Linked DNA regions of Mus musculus: region 2 is linked to region 1. A link is a contact called in public HiChIP or PLAC-seq data. All regions are on one chromosome and are shown on one strand. The core of a region is the stretch at or near the end of the contact, and the rest is flanking DNA. Distances in the headings are between cores, read along the strand shown.

Region 1 (7,503 bases), core at 1,722-4,221:
AGTGTACAAGGCCATATCTACTCCAAGGTCACACCTCCTAATAGTGCTACTTCTTATGGACCTAAAGGGCCACTGTATTCAAATGACCACATCACCTATGAAGTGTATGTCATTTTAACCACCATGTATGCCTGTATGTCACCAAAAGCCCCAAAGCAAACTGTGAGCCAAAATAAATCTCTCTCTTCCTATGAAGCTAGTCCCCTGAAGTACCTGTTACCGTGATGGTACCAGCTGACTGGTACAGGCCTGAAGAAAGAGGTTGGTGCCAGGCACTGCAGTGAAGAAAATGCAGGTTGGGCATCTCTGAATCACTCAACACCCTGGAGAACACATGGAGTGCGCTGTCAGAGTCAGTGAAAGCAGAGGCCTCTATGGGGAAGTCAGGGGCCATTCCTCAAGAAGACATCTAACTACCACAGGATGCATCTGTCTTAGGCTGCTTCCTATTGCTGTGGTACCGAAAGCAATGGGGAAGAATGGGTCTATTTACCTTACAGACCACACTACAGCACTGAAGGAGGGACTGAAGCAGAGGCCACAGAGAAACCATGCTCACTGACTGCATGGCTTGCTCAGTCTGCTTTCTTTTTTTTTTTTTTTTTTCTTTTGTTTTTAGAGAAAGGGTTTCTCTGTGTAGCCCTGGCTGTCCTGGAACTCACTCTGTAGACCAGGCTGGCCTTGAACTCAGAAATCCACCTGCCTCTGCCTCCTGAGTGCTGGGATTAAAGGCATGTGCCACCACCACGCCCGGCTATCAGTCTGATTTCTTATATAATACAGGATTATCTGCGCCAGGGTGACTCCACAAACAGTGGGATGGGCCCTCATCCCATACCAATCTTTAAAGGAGAGAGAGAGAGAGAGCGCGTGCATAAGGTGTCACTTCAGTAGCTTACTTGTGCTTTGCCAAGTAAGGAAGTATTGAATTTGCTGCCTTTGGATTTCCATCAGTGCAGCAAAGGCTGTGATGTTAGGTAATGTGAGCATGGTGGTCCTTTCCTGCTCGGGGTTACAACCTAAAGCTCATGAGTAGCTTGGCTAGAAATGCCTTTGGTGTCAAAAGTACTTTGAAAAAGTAATGTCAATTTTATATTCTATTCAATATTATCAGCACCTGTTTTAATATAAAAAGTGTTTTACACTACCTACATTTTTCTCCCCCCCCCCAAAAAAATCAAATAAAGATGATCTAGGAATACAAAAAAAAAAATGCAAGCAAACACGCAAATAACAATTACACAGGAGACCACCTTAAATTCCCCCTTTTAATCTTATGTGTATAGGTGTTTTGCTTCTATTTATCTATGTGTCATGTGCATGCAGATGAGGGCATTGGATTCTCTGGGACTGAAGTTACAGATGGTTGTGAGCCACCTTGAGGGGACAAGAATTGGACCCAGGTCCTCTGGAAGAGCAGCCAGTGCTCTTAACCACTGAGCCATCTCTGCAGCCCCAGAAGGTCACCTTCTATTAGATTCCAGTCATATGAATATCTAGAATAAGCAGATTATGGATTCATAAAGTAGTCGCTTCCCTTAGCAGAAGGACAAGTTAGAGACTGAGCAGTATTGGGGTGCACATGGTGAGGGCAGGGTGGGGATGGAGGGAGTAGAAATATTGAAGTACTAGACTGTAGTTGTGGTCAGATAACTGTAACATACTAAAAACTGTTGATCTGTACATCTTACAGTGCAATCTCCCATTTCAGCAAAAGAGCCAGTGCACCGATAGCAAAGGGTTCACCATCACCAGAAACAGCAACCAGATGTTCTGTGGCTGCCATTCCTTATGTGCATCCTTGTAGAAAGCATCCAGTAATGTTCTGTGCAGTGTTGTTATTATCACATACCATTCATTAGTCATAACAGTCACAATAACTGCTGTAGCGTGTTTCCTCGTTTATCCCTGTTCCACGATTTGTCCTGCCTGGGCCCCTGCTGAATATCAGCTTCTAGCCATTATAATCAATAATGTGGTCAATGAACATGCTGTGCATGTGGTTTTCCAAGGTAGAAGCCAAGGTATGGTATTGTACATTATTCCGTTAAATTGCCATTGGTTTTATAATTAACATATATATGTACACATGTATATCCAAAATGCTTGGGATGTCTGATTCCTTCCCGAAGTGTGTGGAACAAAGGACAAAGTGCTGGTCGGGGGTGCTATAATGGAGGAAACAAAATGATAATGCTTTTCAACTGGGATTTGTACACAAAACAAGATCTGCTTATCTAATAGTCAAGGGCCGCTGAGTTTGCTCTTCGCTCCAATATGGCTGGGTAAGGTTCCCATGGCAAGCGCCAGACGGAGTCAATACTACATTTCTGTGAAAGAGAGAAGAAAAGCCAGTTAGCTCTCAAGAGCAAGCAGGTCTGCCCAGCATCTTCCAGAATCAAGTTCTAGGGCACCAAAGAAAATAGTGGCCAAACAACTGTTTACCTCATCCCAGCCAGCGGAAGGAGCTCAGGCCAAGCAACCACCTGGAGCCCAAAGGTGGCCGCGGTAGACAACCACTTTCCTCTCACCAAAACTCTAACTTCATCCACGTCCAAGTTTGTTTCCTCCTCGGTTCTAGTTACGAGGAGGGAGGGAGAGCTTAGGAAGCAGTCTGGAGAAGAGGCAGAGAACGGCCGGCCGAGGGCTGGGAATTGCAGAACACAACAGCAGGCGCAGGCGCTCCAGCCTCTGGTGACAATAGCGGAAAGGCCTGGAGAGGGCAAAAGAACTGAGTCAGGAACTGGTTACAGTGATGGGGATGGGGATAGGGATGGGGAGCGATGGGGAGTGCAGGTCAAGGCCATTACTAGAGCGCGTAGCTCCAGCGCCTCCCATCGGGACAAACACAGACGTCCTGCACAGTCCACGCAGCTGCCTGGATACGGTCCCGTGCCTCTCTGGCCTGACCGTGGCCGCCCAGCCCCTCCCTCCGCGGACGCGGGCGGCTGTCTGAAGGCGCCGATCTGCCGAGAGAAACCGCCAGGGTTTGGGCATGGAGAGCTCGGCGGGTGACCCATACCGGCGACCTGCGCGGCGCACTCAGTGGCTGCTGAGTGCCTTGGCTCACCACTACGGGCTGGACCGCGGCGTGGAGAATGAGATCGTGGTGCTGGCTACCGGTCTGGATCAGTATCTGCAGGAGGTTTTCCACCACTTGGACTGCCGGGGAGCGGGCCGCCTACCGCGCGCCGACTTCCGTGCGCTCTGCGCGGTACTGGGGCTGAACGCTGACGGGGAGACGGCCACGGAGGACGCAAACTCCGCGGAGGCGGCCTCCACGAACCCGGCTGCTGGGATGATCGCTGGCGGGGACGCGGACGTCAGGGAAGAGGCGCGCCTGGCTCTGCGAGCCGACCCTCCAGAGCTCACCTTCCGCCAGTTCCACGCGCGCCTCTGCGGCTATTTCAGTAGCCGAGCGGGGCCCCGGCTGCCCCGCGGAGCTCTTAGCGAGCACATCGAGACACAGATCCGCCTCCGCCGCCCGCGCCGCCGCCGCCGGCCTGGCTCACCGAGCCTGCACGGTGGCGCCTATGGCGAGCGGGTGGCACATCTAGAGGAGGAAAACAGTAGCCTACGCGAGCTGGTGGAGGACCTACGGGCTGCGCTGCAGAGCAGTGACGCGCGTTGCCTGGCCCTTCAGGTGCGAGGGATGCCTCGGGTGGAGACAGAGACGCCCCACCGCGGCCCAGCCCCTCCTCAGCTGGTTCTCTCCGTTCCCCATTCCACCCCCTTCATTCCAACTTCCACCCCAATGTATCATTCCTTAAGATCCCAACTTCCTACCCAAGTCCCTTCTAATCCTAGAAGGAACCTGTTTAAGTAGCCAAGTAGTGATGGGTCAGCACACATCCTTCTTCGGGAGGTTTAAGGAAAACAAAGGACTGACTGCCCTTCCCCAAGTCAGCGAAACTTGTTGAATCCCTCACAGCCAGGCCTCTAGCCCAGGTGAGAAAGACAATGATGGCCAGCAATGAGGGCCAGGCTCACTCTGAGCTATTGAGGTGGAGCCATTGAGTGAGCTGGTCTCTGGGATCAGTCAACGAACACTTGAGCCCTCGGTGTTCAGTGTAGCTCAGGTGACCAGCTAAGGGAGAAAAGGGGCCCTTATAGGCGTATAGGAAGAGGACCTGCGTTACATTGGTGTCTCCTGTCTCCTAGTTGCTGCAGAGTACAACTAGGTGTCAAAGTGGCCTTCGTGGTTCATATGTCTGCCAGGAGAGTGTAAGATGGGGCAGAAGGAACCCTGGGAGTGCGTAGAGTAGTGTGTGTGTGTGTGTGTGTGTGTGTGCGCGCGCGTGTGTGTGTGTGTTGCCTGAGACTAGGTCTCTCATTTAAAAGGGTCTCTCCGTCTTTCACGCTCAAGTGCCTACTGGGCACATTGTCCCAGCTTCCTTTATGCTTTGGAACACTGCAGAAAACAAAACAGATCAACCCCGTTTCCAAGGACAGTCCAGAGCACAGATCTCAGAAAGGGCGGAAATTTCAGTCTGCTCTTTAATCTGTGCCTTGAGTCCAGTGAATTAGGAGCAGCGTACACTGGATGCAGGAATTAAGCCTAGAAGGCACGACTTTGGGGGATTACTGTCACCATGCAGAAAAACAGAGGGTGGACTTCCTGTCCCAACTTCCCTCGTGGGGGGTGGGGGTGAGGGGTATTGCATACACTTGCTTTAGCCGCTTGTGCCAGTTGCTCAGTGAGCTAGCTTTGTGGTTGTAAGGGGATGACCCCGTAGACTTCTGCAGTGGTCACTCACTGTGGCTTCCCGCGGACAGGTCGGCCTCTGGAAAAGCCAGTCGGACATCCCAGAAGCGGCGGCGCACGAGCTGCAGCGAGCGCAGGGCGCGCTGGCAGAGGCGGAGGCGCGCGCCCGGCGGCTGCAGCGCGGACAGGTGGAGGTGCGGCTGCGCACCGAGGAGGCTCGGCAGGCGGTGCGACGCAGCTTGCACCGAGTGCGGGAGCTGGAGGCGCTGGCGCGGCGTGTCCCCTGCTTGCAGCGCCAGGTGCAGCGACTGGAGGCAGAGCTTAGAGGTTACAGGTGAGCGGTGAGCGGGGCAGCAACTGGGGGGGGGGGGCGGGGAGCAGATGGGGCGGGGTGCTGTTTCCCAAACCTAGGCGAGCATCCACGCTACGCACTCTAATGTTCATTCCGGTCTTCAGCTATTCGTACATATGATTCTTCCATTTTGTAAGTCAGTACTCCACTACCATCCATCGGCCCATCCATCTGTTTACGCTCCTGTTCATCCACGAAATCCTTTCACTTGTTACTCGCGGATTGCAATCAGTGATACCCATTTTTGGCTCTTCAGTTTGATCCTGATTATCACTGACTGCGCACTGTGTACGGGCGGGCCCAAGTAAAAGCACTTTATGGGCTTGTTTCAGTTCATCCTTAGGAAACCCAGCGAAGAGGGACCTGTTATGATCCCATTCTTCAGATGAGGAAACAGATTTAAAGTGACCTTATGTGCTAGCTGAACACGGCAGGAAGCTAGACTCTGGAACCAGGCTCCAATTCTAGCAAGGCTGTTGACAGATGTGTAATTTTGGCAAGTCACCAGCTGTCCTCTAGCCTGTTGCTCCTGGGTGGAGCAGACTGGAGTCTTTGCAGAGCAGAACAGCCGTGAGGCTCTCTCTGCCTAGCGTTTTTTTCACATGGTAGGGCAGGCCTGTCTCCTGATTTGCACAGCAGCTGAGACCTTCTGGGCCACTGTCTACCTGGCAAAGGATGTGGCTGTGAAGAGAACAGACCAAAATCCCTGTCCTGGGCTGCAATTAGAGAGCATGAGACTTCCACGGGAACAGAAGTGAGGCGGAACAAACGCTAGAGCTGGGGTAGGCCTGTTCCTGCTGCAGGCTTAGCCTGGCCCCTGCCCAGAAGTAGGAGCTTAAAAGCTGAGAAAATAGGAACAGTATGGGCAAAGCCTTCAGGGTCACCATAGCACATTCCAGAAACTAAACAGAAGTCAGAATGGCTGGAGAGGTACAGCTGGAAACAAGAGAGAAAGGGCCAGGCATCTAGAGCCTGGAAGGTAGCATAGCCTTTATCTAATCCTTAGAGAACAGAAAACCATGGAAACGTTCTGAGACAGGCGACCCAAGCAGATTGCATTTCAGAAAGAAAAAGCAACAACAACAAAAACAAAAAACAACAACAACAACAACAAAAACTACCCCATTCCCACTGTGATGGGACAGAGAGGAGGGGCAAAGAACAGGGACAGCTTAGAGGAGCCAGTGAGGATGGGTCTCCCCTGACAGAGGATGATCTGACCAAGGCCAGGGGAGGACAACCCAAAGGGATGGCTTTGAACTTCTGTCCTCGGAGGAGGGGCCTCTTCCTTGCCTTCTGAGGCACTCAGCTGGAAGAGGCTGACCCTGGCCAGCCCCCTGCAGCTCCAAATGTTTGCATAGTTGCTTCCTGTTTGCATAGCTGATGGGCTACAGATCAGAGCTGGTTGACAGAAGGTTCATGTCCATGAGGAGAAACAAATGGTCTCCTTCATGTTGCCTTAAAGTCACACTTATTTATTTATGCATTAAAACAACTGCAATAGAGGAGAGAGCTTTACAGTAGAGAACATAGATTCCTGTTTATCGCAGCACTGGATCCGCGAAACGACTGTGCAAGGTGAAGGTCTTGACCCCCATTTTACAGATACCATTTTAAACACGCCTGAGATTATGCAGCCAGAAAGTAGAAGAGTATGGTCTGCCTGCCCCACAGCCAGTGTTCTCCCTTCTACTCTACAGGTTTGTTGTTGCTGCTGTTCCGTTGATTACAGAATGGCGACAGTGCCTACAGTCTTACATCTACCATTCAGGCACAAGAAGAGAGGTGTGCTCTCTGTCTTAGCTAGGGTTTCCATGGCTGTGAAGAGACCCCATGACCAAGGCAACTCTTATAAAGGACAACATTTAATTGGGGCTGCCTTACAGGTTCAGAGGTTCAGTCCATTCTCATCAAGGCAGGAGCATGGCAGCACCCAGGCAGTCATGATGCGGAAGGAACTGAGAATTCTGTATGTTCATCTGAAGGCCGCTAGGAGGAGAGTCTCAAAGCCCACCCTCACAGTGACATTCCTCCTCCAACAAGGCCATGCCTCCTAATAGTGCCACTCCCTGGGCCAAGCATATTCAAACCACCACACTCTCCCCAAGGAGCCTATGCCTTTGTATTCAGAACTTAAATAAGGATCTTACTGGCACAGACTATATCATTTTCTGCTGCCACCCACAATGGTGACTGATGGTACTGGTGAGCACCAGGTACAATCAGAGTTCCATTCTTAAGGAAGAGGAAATAGCAGCTGTAGAGAGCTCAGATGAAATGCCAAGTGTCTGAAGAGAATAGGAAAGACCAGGCACCCTAGAGTCTGGAAGGACAGAACGGAGTATCCAAGGGCAAATCCTCCATGTGAAGGCCACACTGTGAGCAGGCTAGCAGTCTATGGCTGCTAAGCATCCTTTCCATGTCAATGCATGGGAGCTCAAAGCCA
Region 2 (7,503 bases), core at 1,765-4,264, 250 kb after region 1:
GGAGACCAAGGCTGTACAGTGCTCTTCCTAGCTCCTGGCCCATGGGAAATAGGGGTGGCTGGCTAGGGTCATATAGCTTTAACTTAGGATGCTTCTCAGGCAGGTAAACTCGGCAAGGAGGTAACAAACTCAGCAAACACCTTATGGCATGAGTGAGTCTGGTTGAGCAGGTAAGGGAGGGCTTGGGGACCCTGGGCAGAAAGTTTAGAAGAACAACCATTTGAAGAAATGACAAAGGAATATGAAGGAAGAAGGTAATTCAAGAATTTGGAGACCAGGATGCAGTTGACAGCAACCCTTATCAAACAAGCTTATCTACAGAGCAGTACAGCAGCCCTAGGGTGGTCAGGCCCATGAGCTCCATTCAGAAATCTTTGAACATGTGCCCATTTCCTGCCTCCAACTCCCCAATCTTGATTCCTTTCAGGCAGCCTTTCCCACTACCAACTCTGCCCTCATATTCCTACCATTTAGTGATCCAGAGGAAAGAACAGCTGTTTCTCAGTAGTCACCTTAGAAGTCCTCCAGTCGCTCGGCATTGAACGATCTGGCAGCAGGAACCAGTCTGTTTCACTGAGCCATCTCTCCAGCCCCCCACAGCAGCTAAGATAACAACTGACTTAAGATCTTACTGGCCAGGTCTTAGGTCACATAACCACCCCTGGGGCTGGAGAGGTTCAGTATTCTCCCTGTAACCTGACATTGAGGTGGGCTGGGTCCCCAAAAGGACAATTACAATGGGCTGGCTAGTTTTATGTCAACTTGACACAAGCTAGAGTCATCTGAGAGGAGGAAACCTCAAGAGAAAATGCCTCTATAAGATCCTGCTGTGGTGCCTTTAATCCCAGCACTTGGGAGGCAGAGGCAGGCAGATTTCTGAGTTCGAGGCCAGCCTGGTCTACAGAGTGAGTTCCAGGACAGCCAGGGCTACACAAAGAAACCCTGTCTCAAAAAACCAAAAAAAAAAAAAAAAAAAAAAAAAAGGAAATTCTAAATAAGATGTCTATTGACGAGTGCCCTGGGTCCTTCAGTGTCTAGGAAAGCCTAGGCCTGAGTGGAAGTAAGAAGCCAATGGGAGATGGGTGACAGAGAAGGATGAACCAGAGAGCAGCATGTGAGGGATAAACCACTGGAAGGCAGGTACAGAGTCGGGAATTATGAAAAGACGACGAGGAATAATAACCTGAAAGGCACCCAGAAGCTCATGAAAAGCCTCCAGTGGGTTAGCAGGGTAAGAGTTAGGTTAGGGCTTTCACCAGCACTTGGAGAAGAGCCACCCCTTAGCCTTCAGGAAACCTCAAAAAGATCCATGGAGCAGCGCAAGGCTGTTTCTTAGGCCCAGCTGTTATGACCCTGTGGACTGAGCCGTCTGGAAGTCATTGCCTCACTGACCAGCTTGAGGGTGGTCCACCCCAATTCAACATGATACCTGCCTATGCCCTTTGCAGGGCAACTTCAGCCAGGTACCAGACATCCAAGAGGCAGTGAAATGCCCACTTTGGGCAGCTCAGTCTGCTTCATGATCACACCTGCCAAGAAACACTGGTCCCTTCCCACCCTCAAGACACTGCCAAGACCCAAAAAGGTGATACAGGGAAAGAGCACCATGTAACCCTCCCCTAACTCGGGTTCCATCTCACCCTACTTGTATGTGTACATACTGTTCAGAACCTTCCTAGTCTTCCATTTGGTAAAACTGTCCATTATGTTGCACTAGATCCTGAGGTTTAATTTCCAACATGTAGAAATCTTTTATCTTTTATATGCTGGACACTGCAGCAACCCAAGACTGGGAACCCACTTTTACAAGAGTTCTCCACTGGGCAGCTGTCTCTGGGCACATCTGTCCCACCTCTGGCAGCGCCTGCTAGTTGTCTAGCTGGTCTTAATGACCCTCGACTCCCCCGCAGGAACCCCAAGCAGCCTCCAGCGCCCACAAGACAACGACAATGGTCAAGGTTGGAACCGTTTATTGCGCCCCAGGAAGGCAGCGGGCGGAGCAAGGCGCCACACAACCCAAGCGCCTGGTGGCCATCAGCGGGCACAGTAGGCAGGCGCCACCAGGCCATTGGCGCCGCCGGGCCGGTAACCATGGCGACGGCCGTTGCCAAGGGTGAGAGCCAATGGGGGCGTCGCCAGGGCCGTTTCAAAAACCTAAAGCAAACAGAACGCAGCATCGCTGGGGGAGGGGCGGGGGAGGGGACAGGGATCAGGGACCTGGGCCAGGCGGAACCCTACGGAACCGGTACACCGAGGGTGGGGGGGGCGGATAGGGATAGAGACAGATGGAAAACTCGACGATGTCGCCAGACCGTAGGGGCGTCACTTGCGGCCCTTGGGCACCTTGGGCACGCTGGGTTTGGCCGCCTTCTTCACTTTCTTCGCGCTGGCAGCAGCCGCCGCCTTCTTGCTCTTGTGCGCGCGCCGCTCCGGCTGCGGCCTGGCGGGCGTTCTGTCCGCCGCCGCCGTGCGCGCCTTGGGCGCGGGGCTGCTGGCCGCCGAAGCTCCGCGCCGCTCCGCGCCGCCCTCCAGCTTCTTGCGGTTCAGCTTGAAGGATCCGTTGGCGCCGGTGCCCTTCACCTGCAGTAGCGTATCGTTCTGCACCAGCGCCCGGATAGAGTACTTGAGGTAGGTGCGCCCGTTCTGCTGGTCGAACCATGCCACCTTCCTGGCCTCAGCGTAGATGCGCGCCAGAGACGAGCCGCCGCGCTCCCCCAGCTTGCGGATGGTCTCCACCACCAGCTGGCTGTACTTGCCTGGCTGGTTCTTCTTGCGGTTCTTCCTTCTCTTGGGCTGCGTGGGCGCCGCAGAGCCGCCGGCCTTGGCCGTCTTGCGGGCCGTCCCGTCGGCGCTCGTTGGCGGCAGGGCCTCCTCAAGCTCCACCGACATGGTGGCCAGCGGGTTGGCGGCAGGCGGCGCGCGGTAGCCGGGGGGCCGCGCCGGGAAGAGGAAGGCGAGGGGCCGCGGCGGCGCCGGGGGACTGGGGGCGCGCGGCGGCTCCAGGCGGGAGCGGCCGCGGCCGGGCCTGGGACCAGGCGGCAGGGCTGAGGTGCGGGCGGGGGCCGGGCCGGCCGCGGCGGGGCTGGGGGGGTGGGATGCGGAGAGGAGCCTGCGGGGAGCGCGGCAGCACTGCGCGGGCTCCGGAGCTCTGGGCGTGCGCGCTACGCTCTGGCGGAGAGCGCGCCCCGCTCCGCTTTTATTTCCCCGTGGCGGACCACGTTGAGAACAACAACAGCCTGGGCCCAGTCCAGCGCCAACTTGTGCTTCTTGGAGCGCCTTCCGCGGCCACTGGCTCCTCCGCCCGCGGCTCCCGGGCGCGGCTGCACCCTCAGCAGTGTGCCCTGGACAGCATCCGAGCCCGCTGCGCTGCGCAGAGGCGGCCTGCGCCTAGGACGGGCTCAGCGGAGCGGCTCAGAGGTGTGTACCCCAGGCTATAGGAGCATGGAGGAGGGGGGCGCTCGATTTGCAAAGGATTAGCACGGGCCCCGGGCGAGACCCCAAGACCGAGAACTTTGCAGGCGGCAGACAAGAGTGCTCCTCAGGCACCTGAGTTGGTTCTGGGCCCAGGGGACCACAGCCCTGCCCGCAGGAAGGGCATTAATTTGTCCCAACTAACACAGGGTACGCCCTCACGCGGCCGACAGGAGCAAGGCAAAGCCCGAGAGCGTGCTGGGGCGGGGGTCTTCTCAGAATCCTAAGGGGAACCAACAGAAGGGAATTGCCCTGAGGTTGCACGCCTGGCATCTCAAAGATGAGTCAGTGCAGGCACGACCACAAGGGCCTCTCCCTAGACACTTCCTCACCACTCTCTGGCCCCAAGTACCCCATTTTGTGATGCTTAAGTAGCCGTCCCTGGACCCCTCAGAATTAGATGGGGGCTCCAGGATGGAAAAGTGTAAGGTTACCCTTAAGGCATTTCCCTTAGAGGGTGTGGCAGGGGATTTGGCTTTTGAGGATCCTGCCGGCTTTGGGGGATCGAATACTGCATCACTTGGTGCGGGAGGACTTGAAGGAGGTGGTGGTACAGAGAAGGACCTGAAAGCCTGGGAAGTAGTCCAACGGTGGAGAGAGGGCTGTGCAGGCAATGGCCAGCCTGCGGAGGACATAGTAGACACCACTAAAGCGTCCAGGCCAGCTTTGTTCCAATAGGTAAGCAGTTCCCTGGCCTCTTGGGTGAAAAGAGGGAGTGACTGCCTGTAGATCAAGAAGGCCCAGATTCTCAGCCTTTCAAACTCAGTACTCGTGGGTGTGCCAGCCTCCCCGCACCCCACGACCTCATCCCCATCAAAGGAAGGATCGTCAGGAAGTGGCCAGGGTTTAGCAGAGCCCAGAGCCCAAGTCATCCTCTTGTGACTCGTTCTCAGGAGGAGGGCCAAGGGGCCTGTGAGTTTTGAGGGACAGCGGGCTATAGGGTGCAGGCTCTCCTGGACTCACTACCCTCTTTTTCTTTAAACCCCTTCCGTGGGCTGATGACACTCACTCCTATCTCCAGCTACCAGGAGCCCGCTGCTGCTGCTGCTGCTGCTGCTGCTGCGTACCCTGCGTGCTGGAATGCCATGCTGCCCTCAGGCTCAGGCAGAAGCTTCAATCAGGACAGATGTTGTTCACCAGACTGGTGTCTGTTGGTCCAGTCAATCTGAGGTAAGACAGACAAAGCAATGTGAGAATCTAGTTTGTCTTTCTTGTTAAGAGTCAGGAAACTTCAATACAATCGATAAGCCCAAAATTACCCACAGAGATGCTGTTTTTTCCTAAGGCATGTAAACATCAAATGAACTGTAATTAATTACGCAAGAATGCTTAGAACATCGAGTTGTTACCTTATTAGCCCTTCCCTAACATCTAAGACTGCATCCCATAAAAACATTATTTCATTCACAAAAGGAAAATTTAAGATTTTAAAAAGTGAGCTAGTGCATATATTTCACTAAACTTTTAATCTTTGCTTGCACTTTAATGACGTGGAAACTTAAAGAGTTCTTTGGTTGAATGGGGTTTGCAAACGTGAAGGAACGTTTAGCTGAAGTGGACACAGGAAAAGGATGTTCTGCTCAACCAAGCACATGAAAGGACACGTGATGAGGGAGTCTTTGCTAACGACACGCATGCATTGGTCCGAGTTACACTGTGGAGTTGCACTGCGTTTGTTGGACTCCATAGAAAAACACAACAACAAAACTTGTGGTGGTGTGCTGCGGCTTCTTGCCACATCCGCAGACTAGGGCTCATGCGCAGAGTGATGTCAGCTGAGACAGATAGGTGCTGAGGCAAGACCTATGGGTGAGATGTGATGTTTGGATGTATAAATAGAATATAACTAGGACTCGATGGACAGTGGCAGAGGCTGACCTGATCTTCTCTTCCCTGAGAGGGGCACAGCCAAGAACTTCCTGGCCATTTCTCCTTGGTCCCTCCTGCTGACTCCAGCCAAGGCCAAGGCCTGGCTGTCTCTGCTAGGTAGTACCACTGCTGCTGATTGGTGTTTGCTATCCCAACTACTGAGCTGGACTGCTGGTGTGTCCGTGAGGTGTTTTCGAGTGGATCGAGCTGCCGATTTCCAGACAACACAGATGGGAGTTGCTCCAAAGAACCTTTCTAAGCAGGTCCACTTCCCCTGTATCCTTTCTTTTCCACTACCTCTGGTGGGTGGTGGGCTACAAGGAATGTTAAAGTGTTTAAGAACCATCATTAAAAATAGGCGTTTGAAAGAATTAAAGTTATACTTTAAGCTTTGCTTAATCTTTAAACTATATTGTAAATTATATTCTCTGAGGACTATAACTTGGAAAGTCATTGTAAAGTGTGTGTGTGTGTGTGTGTGTGTGTGTGTGTGTGTGTGTGTGTGTATGTGGCTCGCGTGCAACCACATGTAGAGCAATTGTTGCCATGGGGCTTGGGTGTCTTTCTCAGTCACTCTGCACCTTATTTTCCCAAATTAGGTCTCCCACTGAAACCTTGGCTCCCCAATCCAGTGAGCCTGGATGGCCAGCAAGCCCGGGAATCTGCAGGTGTCTGCCTGGCACTGCTGGAGTTATGGCTGTACCTGGCACTGCTGGAGTTATGGCTGTGCATAGACAAGCCCAGCTGGCCCAGGGATCTATACTCCCATCCTCCTGCCTGAGCAGCAGGCACCTTGCCACTGTTGACAGCCCCCATCTCGTCTCCTTTTCCCTCCTCCTCTTTTTCCCTCTTTCCTTTTCTTCCCCCTCCTTCCCACTCCTTCACCACCCATGGAACTGTCTTGGAACTGTGTATTATATATCCTTTTCTCAGTGGTGAAGGGACAGAGCCACAGCCACACTGTCACACTTAGAGTTCCCATACTTTTTTAGGGGCCTCTATTCAGGCACAACTCATTTGCTGCTTTGATGCAGAAAAGAATGTCAGGACTAGCCAGTATGAAGCAGAGCTGGAGATTTTGTTAGGAGGATGCTCAAGAGAATGAAAGCACACCCAGGACCATAGATGTTGGCTTCGGTAATGGAGTCAAGATGAGTTCTCTTAGCATTAGCCATGTGTCCAGTTTGGTGGTTCTCAAGTTACATCTCCAAAGAGTGCTAAGCAACCTTCTCTTTTTCCTTCCGCCATGTATACAGTGTATGAGGATACATTCAGCCATGTGTGTACAGAGGAAGAAATGGGGGGTCTTCCTCTGTCCCCCTTCACCTTAGTTTTCAAAGATATTGGCTCTCCAGGAACTGGAGTTACAGATGGTTGTGAGCCACCACATGTGGACTAGGAACTGAATTTGGGTTCTCTACAAGAACCTAACAGTTTTTTTAGCCACTGAGCCATCTCTCCAGTCCCAGTCCCTTGTATTGTGAGACAGGGTTTCTCACTGAACCTAGAGCTCCAGTGGCAGACCAGCTGGCCGATGACACTCCAGGTCCCCACTCCCGTGACCACTGGCCAGTGTCACTCCAGGTCCCCACTCCTGTTACTGCGATTTTAGAGGCGCTGTCTTACTGGGCTTTCATGTGGGTGCTGGGAATTTGAATTCAAACCTCATGTTTTTCACATCAAAAAGTATTTTATCCACTGGGCCGTCTCTTTTTGATAGGTGAGGTTGTTGGGTGACTCCAGAGTTGTCTTGGGTAGAATCATCTGATTAGTCAAAACCAGGCGAGCCAGGCGTGGTTGCGCATGCCTTTAATCCCAGCACTCGGGAGGCAGAGGCAGGCGGATTTCTGAGTTCGAGGCCAGCCTGGTCTACAAAGTGAGTTCCAGGACAGCCAGGGCTATACAGAGAAACCCTGTCTTGAAAAACAAAAAACAAACAAACAAAAAAAAAACCCCAAAAACCAAAAAACCCCAGGCACTGCTAGGTCTGCAGAAGGGGGTGCAGTGTGAGTCCTTTTTCTGGAAATGGGGTTCCTGGTGAGATTCCTAGGGAACTGCACATTTTTGGCTAGGGAAAGAGACTGGCCTTAACCAGTAACAGGTTGGAATTCTTCTCTGCTGGTGAGAGGCTTCAAGCATATTCCTGGGGCCGGGGCCCCCTTC

The links. HiChIP or PLAC-seq counts read pairs in DNA pulled down with a chosen protein or histone mark.
Region 2: a contact with region 1 is called in an H3K27ac HiChIP or PLAC-seq map of embryonic stem cells, with 4 times the contacts expected there. The contact joins the promoter of H1f10 here to the promoter of Efcc1 in region 1. A contact is called at or near these places in 2 of 39 promoter capture datasets (liver and pre-B cells), 1 of 484 Hi-C or Micro-C datasets (embryonic stem cells), 2 of 115 datasets of contacts at active chromatin or transcription factors (both in embryonic stem cells) and 2 of 9 other capture datasets (adipose tissue and liver).

The regions. Positions count from the first base shown.
Region 1 is chr6:87,727,898-87,735,400 of GRCm38.p6, forward strand. It overlaps Efcc1 (EF hand and coiled-coil domain containing 1), which reads left to right and starts at 2,972. Exons shown (of 8, transcript NM_001159697.1): 1 at 2,972-3,643; 2 at 4,777-5,039. The coding sequence starts at 2,996.
Region 2 is chr6:87,978,468-87,985,970 of GRCm38.p6, forward strand. It overlaps H1f10 (H1.10 linker histone), which reads right to left and starts at 3,015. Exons shown (of 1, transcript NM_198622.1): 1 at 1,954-3,015. The coding sequence starts at 2,889. The coding sequence ends at 2,323. Gm5577 (predicted gene 5577) reads left to right here and starts at 3,216. Exons shown (of 2, transcript NR_026990.1): 1 at 3,216-3,417; 2 at 4,493-5,713.